3 separate regions of the Ovis aries genome follow, and regions 2 and 3 are each linked to region 1. Evidence: chromatin contacts called from public Hi-C data. All regions are on one chromosome and are shown on one strand. The core of a region is the stretch at or near the end of the contact, and the rest is flanking DNA. Distances in the headings are between cores, read along the strand shown.

Region 1 (4,783 bases), core at 1,632-4,131:
TCACAAAGAGTCTGATGTGACTCAGTGACTACACTTTCACTTTCTTCCATGTGTGCATTTAGTTGCAAACTGAGGTTTCTGAAGTTTTCAAGTAAGGGGAGGAAAGTTGTAATTAAAGAGTCTTAAAATAGCAATCAAAAGATCTGGCAACTTAAAATCATTTTCAAACATATGCTCTGCTCCAGAAGAATTTTAAACATGGGAAATGGCGCTGGGATCACTATTGTGCTTTTTTTTAAATTTATTTAGCCGCACCAGGTCTTGGTGGCTTGGCGGATCTTTAGTTGCAGCGTGTGGGATCTAGGTCCCTGACCAGGGATTGAACTGAGCCCCCTGCATTGCAAGCACTGAGTCTTAGCTGCTGGACCACCAGGCAAATCCCCCTACTGTATTTTAAATGGTTAATCAATGGTCACAGAAAACTCTGACTCAAGGAATTCAGATTAAAACTTTATTTTATTCATAAGAACTTTTTGCAGGGAAAAAAATATATTTTTCTCATCACTTCTCATGAAAATGGGATGTGGGACAAATACATATCACAAATGAAATGAGATAAAATATACCCAAATTGTCTAGCACAGGGCCAAGCATGAAGTATGAGTGAAGCAGACTAGTAAAGCTTAATTGTCATTACTCCCTTATCTTGACATACTGGACCCCAAATTCGGCCTATACTTACAGCTTACACTCCTAAATGTATTCGGTAAGGGGTGTGACTTATTTTAAAATCCAATGTCATACCCTCTAAGGCTCAAAGCAACTGACTGTGACAAAAAGTTTTATTTATAGGTGAGACAGAGCTGTCCAGCAGAGCCTTCATCCAAGAAAACAGAACTGACCGTAGAGACGAAGGAAATTAACTTCCCGAGCACCCTAGGGTTTTGAAAATAACATGCTTTTCCAACTGCTATAGAAAGCTGGGACTCACCTAGAGTAAAAATTAACACCCTTAAAAACAGCTAATAAAGAGTGCTGCAAAGCAGAATTGAGAACACTTCCTGCTAAGAAGCAAAATAACTCTCCTCCTTAACCCGCTCTCCTCCTGAAGCTCAGTTCAATTGGGAAGGCAAACACCCAGGCGTTTCAACAGCCACCCTCTCTTGCAAAATGTTTCTTACAAAACATCAGAATGGTATCTAGACTATCATTTTTGTAAACTGTTGGTCTCAAACCATGAGGAAACAATTCAGTGAGTCATAAGTGGCTTAAAAGAAAAAAAAAAAAGAAAAGAAATACAAATTCCAGAAGGTAGCGCACATAGGAAGGGTAAATAGCTGTGAATTGCTTTTCAGTGATATTATATATATAATATTGGAGAAGGAAATGGCAACCCACTCCAGTATTCTTGCCTGGGCAATCCCATGGACAGAGGAGCCTGGTGGGTCCATGGGGTCAAAAAGGGTCAGGGGACACCACTGAGCGACTAAAAAACAATGTATATTATAAATATATCTGTGCGTGCATATAGATAGATAGATACATATTGGGTAATGTTGTAACCTGTATTTCTTATTGTGGGCTGTGGTCAAGGAAAGCTTGAAAGTCACTCATGGAACCAAATTGTCTGGCCACCAGCTTACATGATTACACATACAGTTTTTTTTGAACAAAGGCATATTGTTTGGCATGGGGTGTTTTTAAAGAGAAGACAAAGGGCATGGAAGGCCAGGGTTGCTTATGGCACATGACGGCCTTAATGACACCGCTGAATGTTCAGTATTAGCACAGTCCGGGCACAGATGGCCAGCACACCTGCCTGAAGGCGAGCCCACGAAGGAGCCCCACAGAAACTGGTACAGCAGGAAATGGGGGACTAGGACCGGCCATCGCTGCCTGATGCTGTGTGGCACATTCCAAAGAGGTTAATCCATATGGTCCCCAGGACGTCTAACAATCCCACGAAAGGAGGAAAGGGAGCAGCCTTCTGCTTCTAAGGGACTGGCTCCTCCAGACGTCTCAAACACAGTCCAGCAACCCCTGGCTCACTGGCCAAAGTCCGAATGTGAACATCAAGGCGAGACACTCAAAATCCACTCAAGAAGCAAGAGGGCAGCCTGGGCCGGGGACAGGGTTCCTGGACTCCCAGGAGGAGTTCCGTCTGGCCGAGTGGGCTTCCTGAAGACGCGCTGGGGGCAATGGGAAGGTTCCTGACAACCCGGCCGGCAGGCAGGCGCCCAGGCTGGGCTGGGCTGGGATCAGGCTGGACTGGCTTCGGGGATAGGTTGCCTCCTGGTCGTTGGCCCTGCCCAGATGCCACGTTGAGATGCTCAAGGACAAATGGGAAAGTTTTTCCTGAACTCCCATCTTCCTGGGCCCTAGCTATCTGTCTCGCCCGGGGTCAACTTGCAACTTCCCTGTCCGCTCCCCTCTCCTTTGTCTTTACCACCAACCCCTCCTGCCCAGACCCTCGCTTTGGTCACTCCCCGGCTCCCCAGCTTCCCCAGCCTCCTTCTGCCCGCTCCCTGGGCTCTGTCCCCCCCTTCTCCCGGCCGGCCCCTCCTGGCTCCCTGCCGGCAGGGGGACGGGGGCGCTCAGCCCCGAGCCGGAGGAGGGGCGGCCGGAGGACCCGCACCGGCCCAGGCCGCGCCGGCCGTCACGCCCAGGCCCCCGGGGCGCAGGCCTGCGCCCGCTGTCCAAGTCGCCGACTGCACGACAACCCTGATCGCGACTTTTCTCCCCCAGCTCCCGGCGGGGCAGGAGGCCCGGCTTACGTGCAGTCCTGGTTGAAGGAGAAGCAGCTGAGCGCCGCTTCCGTCCCGCCCGGGGCGCCTTCCGCGCCCTCGGCCTCCATCGGGGGCTCGACCCGGGAAGCCGCGGCTCCGATCGGGCGACAGCCACCTCAGCAGCCCGCTGGCGCCGGCCCCGCGGGCCGGTCTCCGGCCCGGCCCCGCCCCTCCCCGCCAGGCCCCGCCCCGCCAGGCCTCGGCCGGGCCGCCTCATCCCGGCCCGGGCCTGCCAGGCCACGCCCCTTCCCCGCCCACCCGGGCGACCCTACCCCAGCCCGGGCCCACCCAGGCCCCGCCCCGGGCCCGCCAGGCCCCGCCTCCGCCCCGCCAGGCCCCGCCCCGCCAGGCCTCGGCCGGGCCGCCTCATCCCCGCCCGGGCCAGCCAGGCCCCGCCCCGTCCCTCCAGGCCCCGCCCCAGCCCTCCGGCTGGACCAGCTGACTCAGCCACCGAGAGGGCGGGGTCCCACCGCCGGCCTCCATTGGTGAAGAGCCCACAGCGCGGCTCACAATTAGCCAACGGGCGACGGGGGTGGGCGGACCCACTCCCCTGGCGACCCGCCCCCAGCTCCGAGGCACGGCTTGCCATTGGGTGGAGGAGAGTGACGCAACGGCTGCAGGCCACGTGGTGTTGTTTTCATTGCGGGGGCGGCGGGGCGGAGCGAGGGAAGGGAGAGACCCGGCAGCTGGGCCCGGCCTGCGGGGTGAGTCCAGTACGCCGTCTGCGTCGCGGTCGCGGCGAAGCAGACGGGCCGGTGCGCCGGCCTCACCCCACCCGACGCCCCGGCTATTAAACTGACAGTTTAGGGGCGCGCGTTGGACGCTAAGGCCCCACCCTCTTCTGGAGTCTTCGAGCTGCTTGGAAACTGTTTCTAGCAAGGGTGCTGAGGCCGGACAGATAAGGGGCTGTCTCATCCCTTGTCCCGCCGTTACAACTCTTACCGCAGGTTCAGAGCTATATTAACAATGAACTTTATCTCGTTGAATTCTTATAAATGTGTGTGAAGAAGGTATGATTATGCCCAGTTTAGAGAGACTGTAACAGAAGCAGAGAACGGCTACACAGTTCTGTCTGAAATAACACAGTAAATGGTAAAATGTGGAGTTGCCTGATTTCAAGACCCGTACTCCAAACGACTCTGCTAGTCACTACTTGGCAAAACCTGTCTGAACTGTAGCTGAAAAAAAAAAACCCGAAAGAAAATGTGTGTAGCATAGTATTTTTAATGAAAGGGATGGAGTTTTGTAGACAGCACAGTAAAAACTCAGGTAATTGGAGGTGAGTCCTGACGAAGGGTCCCTTTTCCCAACCTAAATACATGTTGCCATCGAATTACCAACACAGCTTATGAATCAGCAGGTCTGCTAGTTTTAGCTTCATATAATTACTGATCAATTTTTAAATTCAGGCTTTTCCAGTTTTGAGATGAAATGGTATTTTATTGTTGTCTTGCCACAGTATTCAAACTGGCATGGTTCAATTTTTCTATTATGTGACAAAGCTATATATATATATAGTTTTTGAAACAGTGAACAAAGCGGGCTTCTTCTCTTAAGCTTTTCTGGTTGACTTTTGGTTTTGTTTTTCTGAAACGCAAATATAACAGTTTCTTCTTTCACTGCTATTATTCTTTCTCTCAGCTGATGTAAGAATAGCTCAGCTCATAGATGGCCAGATGTTGATTGCTCTTTAGTTGAATGTGAGGTGGTGTGTAAATTGTTGTAAGGGAGGCAGCTGCTGCTTGGATGGTTTAACTGAATCGCCCTTGTAACCTCTCAGCTCAGAGCTGATTTCCGGCTCACGTCCCAGCTCAGGCAAATGCTGCAGCCCTTTTTGTTCTATTTAGAAACCAAAAAATATGGCATGCTAGGTGTAAGGTTGTTGGGAGAATCACATAATGTGCCCAGGAGGTTTTTAAAGTCTCATTATTGCCAAGAATTTGGACTTGATGGAGTAGAGATGGGAGCTGGTGTTAGTTTTTGAACAGGAGTGTTTCATGATAAAAGCAGTGTTTTAGGCAGATAAACTGGGCCAGGGTGTGAAAAATAGATTAGAA
Region 2 (4,783 bases), core at 663-3,162, 220 kb before region 1:
TTCTGCCATAACGGTGGTGTCATCTGCATATCTGAGGTTGTTGATATCTCTCCCGGCAATCTTGATTCCAGCTTCTGCTTCATCCAGCCCAGCGTTCCATGTGATGTACTCCGAATAGAAGTTAAATAAGCAGAGTGACAACATACAGCCTTGACGTACTCCTTTCCCATTTTGAACCAGCCCATCGTTCCATGTCAGGTTCTCACTGTTGCTTCCAGACCTGCAAACCGGTTTCTCAGGAGCCAGGTCAGGTGCTCTGGCACTCCCATCTCTTCAAGAATTTCCCACAGTTTGTTGTGACCCACACAAAGGCTTTAGCGTAGTCAATGAAGCAGAAATAGATGTTTTGCTGGAATTCCCTTGCTGTTTCTATGATCCAGTGGATGTTGGCAATTTGATCTCTGGTTCCTCTGCCTTTTCTAAATCCAGGTTGTATATCTGGAAGTTCTCAGTTCACGTACTGTTGAAGCCTCGCTTGAAGAATTTTTGAGCATTACCTTGCTAGGATGTGAAATGAGCACACCTGTGCAGTAGTTTGAATTCTCTGGCGTCGCCTTTCTTTGGGATTGGATTGAAAACTGATCTTTTTCAGTCCTGTGGCCACTGCTGAGTTTTCCAAATTTGGTGGCGTATTGAGTACAATACTTTAACAACACCATCTTTTAGGATTTGAAATAGCTCAGCTGGGATTCTATCAGCTCCACTAGCTTTGTTTGTAGTAATGCTTCCTAAGGCCCACCTGACTTCGCACTCCAGGATGTCTGGCTCTAGGTGAGTGACCACACCATCGTGGTTATCCCAGGTCACACTACTATATATAAATAAAATAGATGATCAACAAGGACCTGCTGTATACAGCAGAGAGTGTTAATGAGGGCTTCCTAGGCGGCGCAAGAGCAAATAATCTGCCGGCCAATGCAAGAGACGCAAGAGACTCAAGTTCGATCCCTGGGGCAGGAAGATCCCCTGGAGCAGCAATGGCAACCCACTCCAGTATTCGTGCCTGGAAAACTCCTTGACAGAGGAGCCTGGCTGGCTACGGTTCCTGGGGTCGCAAAGAGAGGCTACACTCAGTAATCTATAATAACCCAAATGGGAAATAATCTGAAAAAGAATGGACATATCTCTTTATACGTATAACTGGATCACTTTGCTGTAGACCTGAAACTGACACAATACTGTCAGTCGACTATACTCCAATAGAAAATTCAACAATGTTTTCAAAACACTTAGAACTGTGACTGACAAGTGGTGACTGTCAGATGAACCACAGTTTGGGGGAACTGTTAAAAGTTACCATCTCTAGTGGCTCCATTGCACCCATGGGCTGAGTCCTGTATCTTTCCAGAATAATGTGAGGACTCTTGGAGCAGTCAATGGAGGGGAGAGAATGGGATCTGAAGTCAGATTATGTGGGCTCACATCGCCACACTGCTACTTACTAACCAACGAACTGTATGAGTCCGAGAAAGTTCCTTAACCCCTCTGTGAAATGGGAATGGCACAGTGACTGCCTACGTGATAGACAGGACGCGAATCGGCAGGTGCCAGTTGTGGCTGTTACTAATATTAGTGTCATTGGTGATAGACAGGGAGGCCTGGCGTGCTGCGATTCATGGGGTCGCAGAGTCGGACACGACTGAGCGACTGAACTGAACTGAAAGATGGTATAACAGAAAGAGCACGAAATGAATTAAAGCAGTGTCACCTGACAGCCACTGCCCTCCCCCCATCCTCAGTGTCTTCATCTGTAAAGGGGCGACTCGAGCCCCCAGTTTCCGACAGGGTGAGCCCTCCCAGGTCCAGCAGCAGCGTTCCGTGAAAAACGGGGCCTTGCCTAGAGCTGGGCAGCTGCCGTCAGAGGCGCAGTCAACAAACCAGGCTCTAGATAAACGGCTTCCAGTCCCAGCGGAACAGCAGAGTTCCTGCCAAGCTGCTCTGGCATCTCAGCTCCAGGCTGAAGTGCTAGAATAGGGCTGGTTGACTCATTGGGAGATGACTTGGCTGAAAGCCAGCAGATGTGACGTCAGCCCGGCCAGGCAGCCGCCAGGGAGCATAACGAGGGCGGGAAAGCCCCGCTTCAGCCGGGCTCCCAGACTCACGGGGGTGGGGAGAGCAGCCGATTGCAGAATCTCATAACTGGCGAACCTGTTTCCCCACTCTTTCATTTTTCGCCTTAGGCTTTCTGTTTTCTCAATTAGGTTAGGTGGTGACTTGTCTATTAGGAGATTGTGTGTAGTTTCCTTGAGAATCAGATTTTATTGAAAGACTGTTACGATCATCTGGTCACTGGATATTTCTGCTGTTTAACTTACTTAACAGCTGTGAGCGGGCTCTGTCGACTGGGAGAGAAGCTTAGGTGCGCAGAGTGGCCACCTGAGGCACTGTGTGTCGCCTGCCAGCCTGAAGACGTTCACGGTCCTCTGGCACTCTCTAAGGTGACCTTGCTCGGATGACAAACTGAACAGATTACTACTCCAACAAGGATCTCGCCAAGCAGCCTCATTTCCCAGGTGAAGGGGACAAGGTAGGGTGGGAAGAAGGAACGTAATTAGGACTCAAGGCACCTGGATGCTGATTCCAAACCTACCGTTGACCCACTGGGCACGTCAGGCAAGACTCGTCACCTCAGGAAATCCCAGCCCCCGGTCAGAGTTGCTCAGTGCTCCCCAGAGTCCGCTCTTCAACCTTCTCAAACTTTAATGCACATAGCAGTCCCCCAGGGATCTTGTAAAAACGCAGATTCTGACTCAACAGCTTGGGGTGAGACTGTGCTAACCACTAGACCACCAGGGAACCCCTTCCTTGTCTTGAGTTCTAATTTACAGCTTACCATTTTATATTAAGGCTTCCCTGGTGGCTCGGATGCTGAAAAATCCACCTGCAATGCGAGAGACCTGAATTGGATCGCTGGTTTGGGAAGATCCCCTGGAGGAGGGCGTGGCAACCCACTCCAGTATTCTTGCCTGGAGAATCCCCATGGACAGAGGAGCCTGGCGGGCTACAGTCCAGGGGGTCACAAAGAGTTGGACACGACTGAGCGACTAAGCGCACACGCGTTTTGTATTAAGCGTCTCCTGTGCGCCTCACTGATCCAACCGTGAAAGAGGCATAACGTGAAAGTCGCTCGGTCGTGTCCAGCTCTGTGCAGCTGACCCCATGAACTGTAGCCCGCCAGGATCCTCTGTCCATGGAATTCTCCAGGCCAGAATACTGGGGTGGGTAGCCTTTCCTTTTTCCAGGGGATCTTCCCAACCCAGAGATGGAACCCAGGTCTCCCTCGTTGCAGGAGGATTGTTTACCGTCTCAGCCACCAGGGAAGCCCTAAAAGAGGAAAGGCATAAACGAACCAAGAGTGTGGACAAGCACTAGACCACACGGACCCGTGTCCAGACGGCCACATCCCCAGCTCCTCCTTAGTCCCCACTTGCATGTCGCAGGATTCACCCAACGGCATCCTATTAAAAATCGTGATGACCTGGCCGAGGACAGTCACGACATAATGCTCGCACTTCCAAAGATGCCAAAGAAAACAGTGGCCAGTACATTACAAAATAACACCTGCCTCCAGAAATTCTTGCCAGTCTGAGCTTCCACCGGTGTGCTTTCAAATGCCCACGTTGAATCGGCATCTCTGGGCAAATCTACAGTGTGAGGGTTTCCAGCGGTTACCAGAAGTCATTACAGGAACAAATCACGTGGATTTCTTTTCGAAAAAATTCTGACTTGACCCCAAACTACTGTCAAGACAGTGTCTATTCTGTCTAACAAACACCACAAAAGAAATCTCCTTCCAAGTTTAGTTCCATGAAGATGGAAATCACAGCATATCCCTTTCCTTGGTCAAAAAGAGATGCGCACCCAGGCATTTCCCGCCCTGAGCAGCAGAACAAATCTGGCATCAGGCTCTCTTGCAAGAACTGGAATGAATGTTCAATTTTTCATGTTTTTTTCTCCAATCTGTCTTCCTATTTGAATTCATGTATGATTGGTTTCATTCTCTAGGTTTTGGTCCGCCACAAGTCCTTTTTGGAATGACTTGGGATGGAAATAAATTGTATTTGAATAGCGAATGGGAGTTGACTTGATGAACTGGACAAGGTGGGGGGAGAAAGGAAAACCTGTGCAGTCAAAGTGGTCTTCAGGATAAGTGACTATATTCATCCAAATGTTTGTGGAACCTACATTGTTTTATTTTAGTCCAAGATGCATGAGAGAAGGAGAATAGTGTGGTGAAAATACATTGGAGTTTGATGAAACTTTGCTTTCCTTGCAAGACAATTGATTAAATCACGCCTGTCTGTGGAAACCGATCAGCTCAGTTCAGAAGTAACAGGACGTCTTGTTTCTCAACCTGAGTTGCAACTCCATGGCTTCCAGGTGAGGTGAGTGAGTGAGTGAGTCGGGCATGGAAGCGTAGGAACATGGGAATGTGGCTTCAGGAACTCCACGTAAATGATCTTAGCCGAGCGAGACCTCCCAGTCGCCTCCAGGATGCCCCTCTATGATAAGGAATGATTCCCCTCCATCTTCTCCAACCTAAGGAGAAGAGCTCCTGCAGTGAGTCCGGGGCACACACTTCCCAGAAACACCTGCTGGAAATGATCAGAGGCAAATAGGACCATGTTGTCCCATCCTCTGTTCCCCAGAAGAGAGACTCTCCCGATGAGTCAAACCAGCCCTATTCTAGCACTTCAGCCTGGAGCTGAGATGTCAGAGCAGCTTGTTCCCCTGTAAATATATGCTCACTACTGAAAATATAGAAATAGAAGCGAATTTTTGA
Region 3 (4,783 bases), core at 1,364-3,863, 130 kb before region 1:
AAGATGCCTGGCTGTTCTCCAGAAATAAGGACCTTCAGTAGGAGTAATTCAAATAAACACGTGCACATCATGCTTTCGTTTGGCTGGAGTACTTCATTGGAATAAACTGATTCTGCGTTGGGTCTGGGCAGTGGAGTGGAGGTTTTCTTTTGTTTTTATTTTTAACAGCAACTGAACTTTGAACTGTGGCTCATTTAGAATAAAAACTCAGAATTCTCTCTTACTCTGGTCTGAGGGAGCAAGCGTGTCATTCTTCAAATATGTTTATGTCTCATGAGAGGCGAGGACCAGCAGAAGTTAGTAAGTACACAGATCCTGTGAAAATAGCCATCTCTGACCTGAGAAAGGGTTTCTGAGGAGCGTCATTTCTGGGGGGTGACTGCTGGCTCAGGTTTAGAAAGAGGCTGCCCCTGTGGCCGGCCCGGCCTCATCACCCTCCATTCACATTCCTTCTGCTCATCTGCAGTCTCTTCCAGCCTCGGGCCCGCTGTGCCTGTTTTTTTCCTCTGCTGATGGTTAGCTGATCCCCGAAAGAAGCAACAGCTCACTTCAGTTTTTAGCAGCTCAACATGGAAGCTCCTCCCAGGAGTATTTGCAGGCGGCATTGACGGTGCCCGTCCTGCCCCGCTGTTGGTGCTTGTGGGGACGCCGCTGTTCTCAGCTTTCACAGACGGAGTCCTTTGCCAGGGGCCTTGCAGATAACGTGTCATGATTGTTGGCCAGTGCGAGCTCATACTGCTTGCTGGCGCGACAGGCTAGCAAACCAAGAGATGAGTTTTGGGGGCAAGGAATAGTGACTTTTCAGAAAGCCAGCCAGACCAAGAAGATGGTGGACTCGTGCCCAGCAGAGTTAGAAATCAGGCTGCGTTTGTACTAAAAGGGAAGGGGGTGTGGGTGGTGGTTGCAACTTCTTGGTGTCCAAATGCTTTGCTCTGGTAGCTGTCCACTTGAGTCACATCACCACCTTCTTACGAGCCTCCAACAGAACAGATGGTGCCCTCTGTTCTCCAGCGTTTCTTCTGTATATGGATAGAAAAATGGTACACCTTCAAAGGCCAGAGCCTTGAAAACGGGCTCTGCTGTGCACTTCTGGCCACAGGTCCGCACCTGGGGGCACGTGGGATCTGAGCTCCCTCACCAGGGCTGGAGCCTGCGCCCCCTGCCGGGGAAGTGTGGTCTCAGCCACCGGACTGCTGAGAGGGCCCCAGCACTCTTGGTAGCAACAGAGCGCAGAGGTCAAAGGAAAGGAGACCGTTCCAGCAGGGACTCAGATTTGCTCTTCCCTTTTAATCAATGGTGCTTGCAGCTGTGTGAGCTGCGCTCCTTCTCACAGCCTGGAGCAGGTGTCGGGTTTATGCCTGCAGTAATCTCCCGCTCCTCGGTGCTAATGTTTGCATGAGTGAGGGGCAGCGTGGGGCCGCTACCTGTGCGTCTGCCAGAAATGCTCACATCAGGCTGGGAACATGGGCTGGATGTCCAGAAGGGGAGCAGATTAAAAACCTGAGACCAGACAGACTGCTGGGTCCAGGAAATCTAGAAGCTAGAGCAAATCACGTGACCTGCATGCTGGCTGATGGACTTCCACTTCTCATTTAACCTGGAAGGTGAAACTAAAGGCAATTTTTATTTTCTCCCTTTTATGCCTGAATTCTAGCACTGTTGTTATTTACGCAGCTCGATTTAAAGCACATTTTAGAACGAAATCAATGGCTTCACCTCCAGACTCCTGCTCGGTGAACCTCTAGTCATTTAGAAAACGGTGGCTCGTCATTAAAACTAAGCGGAGGGCAGAGACCAGGTCTTCTAAGAAACACTGCAAAGGGGACCGAGCAGCATGGACTCTGATGGATCTGCTGCGGGTTTTATTTCCTCCCGGAGTTACGCTTTAGGTCTCCTCCATTCCCCCCAGTTTCCTTTCACTGCCCTGCAGGGTGGGCACAGTGTTAGTCCAGTAGGTCGGCTTTAGTTGCAGACCTACAAGAACTCAGATTCGACTAAATGTGTAAGGGGGCCGAGTTTCAGTTGTTTGGTGAAGACGTCAGTCTGCGCTGACTGCACCGTGAGACCAGCAACAAGGTCTGTTAAGAGGTCTGCTCCCTCCCGGCGCAGGCTGCAGTTCTGGCGTCTACTCTGCGATTGCCACTTGGGAGTCGTGTGTAAATGCATTGCATTACTTTTGGAACACTTCTTAGGGTTAAGTTAAACAATATAATTTGTTTCTTGCAATTAAAGTTAAAACACTATGGATAAATGTAGTTTTTAAAAATGATTCTCACTTAATGACAAAACCTAGGCAGTTTTTCCTCTGCAAACGCTGAGCCAACAAGGTATTTGAGAGGAAAACATGAGTAACTTTCCACCTTGTGAACACCATTCTAGAAAACAGTCCGAAGCGTTCCCGGCGGCGCCCAGGGACTTAGCAGGGTCGCTCGGGTCACGGGAAGGGTCGGGGTCCAAGCTCAGGCCGCGGGGACTCTACGCGGAGGCCGAGCGCCGTCCCGGCCCCCGCTGCGCCCCCGAGACGCCCGCGCCGCGAGCGCGCGCTCCCGCACCCCGGCCCCGCGCCGCCCCGCGGGCCTCGCCTCCCCCGCCCCCCGCAGGAAGCGCCCGGCAGCTTCCGCCCAGGGCGCCCGGCCCGGCCCGTACGCGCGGCGGGACCGGACCGACCCGGCCGGCGGCCCCGGCCCCGACCCGGCCGGCGGCAGCCGCGCGGGGCCGCGGGGCGCGCGCAGGGCCGTGAGGGCGTCCGTGCGGGCCCGGCCGGCCGAGGCCAGGCCCCCGGCGGCAGCGCTGCCCGCTCCTCGGGGCCCGCGGGTGCTCGGGCCGCCCCGGCCGCGGCGCCGGCCCGGGAGCCCGTGAGCGCGTGCGGACGGAGGCGGGTGCCATCGGCGTGGCGGCGCGGCTCCGGTCCTCAGGGCGTCCCGGGATCAACAGGTGACCGCGCGAGCTCCCCGAGGCGGCGGACATCCCGTGGGCCGGGGGTGGGGGACTAAGGCGGGCCTCCTGGCAGGGCCGATGTCCTGCGACAGTGTCGTCTGTCCTCGCGGCACCGGGCGCTGCTCTTCGGGACAGACCCCCTACTCCCTGCGACTTCGGACCTTGAGCCGCGTCGCTCCCGCTCCCCGCCCCCAGCCCTGACGACCACCGTCTATTCCCTGCTGTTAGCAGCTCTGCTCTTTTCGGTCCCAGACGTGTGTGAGGTCCCACACCGTTTGTCCTTCTCCGTCTGACTTGTGTCACTGTCCATTATAGTCTGGACTAAGCCTGCACATTCCGTGTGTATCCTGCTGGCACGGCGCGCCTGGGTTCCCAGTGGCCGCGTGCCCAGCGCTGTGCAGCCCGACGGCTCCTAGCTGCTGTGTTGGGCAGTGCGGTTTGTGCTCAGTTGTGGCCGGTTTCCAGTCTGCGTGGGAGGGTGTCCCTTTGAAGTTGAGTTAACAGGAGAGTGAGGCTTCTGGAAGGAAAAGGTTTCCGGGTCTTCAGTGTGTGCAGACCGTGTTCATATAGACTGAAAGCTGGGGGTCCCTGTGAAGGCTTCTGGATTCCCCATGAATGTGCTTTGGGGACCTGCTGTGATTCCCTGGAACAGATGGGTTTTTTTTTTTTTTAACTCTCTTTCCATTGCCAAGGGCCTCCTGCGTCGTTTTCGCTTTTGGAAAGCGAAGTTGTGAAGTGTTAACAGTGTGGAAACAAGTGCAGGCTGGTGTGAACTCGTGTGTAGTTAAACCAGCAGCCGAGATGACCCCAGGGCTCCCTCCCTTCCAGGTTCTGCTCTGTCTTCACTATGCTGCATGACCTCATAAGAAGGACAGCGCCACAAGCAGGAGGTTCAACTGGTTGTTTTCAGATTGTTTATAGAAGAGGTTGTGAGATTAAACTTTCTTTCAACCTCTTTTCAAGTGGGACCATCTGGGGCTGCTCAAAGTCAGAGAAATCCCAGTGCTTTGCTTTAACACCAAAACGAGAGAGATTCAATACATAGAAAATTACTTGCTCCCAGTTGAACCACAGGGGAAAGGAAGCATCCTTGAGGGAATTCCCTGGTGGCCCAGTGGTTAGGACCCCAGCCTTTCACTGTGGAGGGCCCAGGTTCAGTCCCTGGTCTGGAAACTAGGATCCTGCCTGGTGCGGCAAAAAAAAAAAAAGCGATAGAGAGAGACATCATGAAAGAAAAAAGTCTGCTGGAAAATAGCTTGTGCCGTGTTAAGTCATTTCCGTTGTGCCTGACGCTTTGCGACTCCATGGACGGTAGCCCCCCAGGCTCCTTAGTCCACGGGATTGATTCTCCAGGCGAGAATACTGGAGTGGGTTGCCATGCCCTCTTTCAGGGGATCTTCTTGACCCAGGGATGAAACCCATGTCTCCTAATGTCTTCTGTGTTGGCAGGTGGGTTCTTTACCACTAGCGCCACCTGGGAAGCCCCAGAAAAATGGCTTAAGTCCAGCAGGCTACAGTCCATAGGACTGCAGAGTCAGACACAGCTGCAGTGACTTAGCATATGTGTGTGCATGAATATAGAGTAAATTCTGCACCAGAAATATGTTCACATCACAGCCCTCCAAGCATCAGTCTTTCTATCTGCAGGTTGGTTGGTTCCAGAACCAAACCCCTTCCCCGCCCCACAATACCAAAATCCAGGGATGCTCACGTCCCTTTTGTAAAATGGTGTAGTATTTGTGTATTTCCTATGCGCACGCTCCCGGACACCTTAATCACCCTTAGATTACTTATAATACCTAATACAATATAAATAGTTGTAAATACAGTGTAAATGCTATTTAAG

Evidence for each region. A called contact is a pair of places that touch in the nucleus more often than the background predicts.
Region 2: a contact with region 1 is called in a Hi-C map of muscle, with 4 times the contacts expected there. The contact joins the enhancer-like site here to the promoter of WIPI1 in region 1. A contact is called at or near these places in 7 of 16 Hi-C or Micro-C datasets (blood, hypothalamus, liver and 3 more).
Region 3: a contact with region 1 is called in a Hi-C map of tail adipose tissue, with 6 times the contacts expected there. The contact joins the promoter of ARSG here to the promoter of WIPI1 in region 1. A contact is called at or near these places in 8 of 16 Hi-C or Micro-C datasets (blood, hypothalamus, liver and 4 more).

The regions. Positions count from the first base shown.
Region 1 is chr11:60,928,194-60,932,976 of ARS-UI_Ramb_v3.0, reverse strand. It overlaps WIPI1 (WD repeat domain, phosphoinositide interacting 1), which reads right to left and starts at 2,881. Exons shown (of 14, transcript XM_060395885.1): 1 at 2,715-2,881. The coding sequence starts at 2,794. It overlaps LOC105610547 (a long non-coding RNA gene), which reads left to right and starts at 3,377. Exons shown (of 5, transcript XR_006061344.2): 1 at 3,377-4,783.
Region 2 is chr11:61,149,515-61,154,297 of ARS-UI_Ramb_v3.0, reverse strand. All of the region lies in intron 1 of RGS9 (regulator of G protein signaling 9), which reads right to left. LOC114116809 (a long non-coding RNA gene) reads left to right here. Exons shown (of 2, transcript XR_003590595.3): 2 at 2,323-4,073. Among named protein-coding and RNA genes, the nearest start is that of RGS9, 4.5 kb to the right of the region's middle. Within about 2 kb of position 1,912, at least 21 of the 54 cell types and tissues checked have an H3K27ac peak or open chromatin away from gene starts, as enhancers often do. A contact at or near this core is called in muscle, where this site is marked.
Region 3 is chr11:61,057,854-61,062,636 of ARS-UI_Ramb_v3.0, reverse strand. It overlaps ARSG (arylsulfatase G), which reads left to right and starts at 2,613. Exons shown (of 12, transcript XM_060395884.1): 1 at 2,613-2,934. AMZ2 (archaelysin family metallopeptidase 2) reads left to right here. Exons shown (of 9, transcript XM_060395078.1): 9 at 1-70. The coding sequence ends at 28.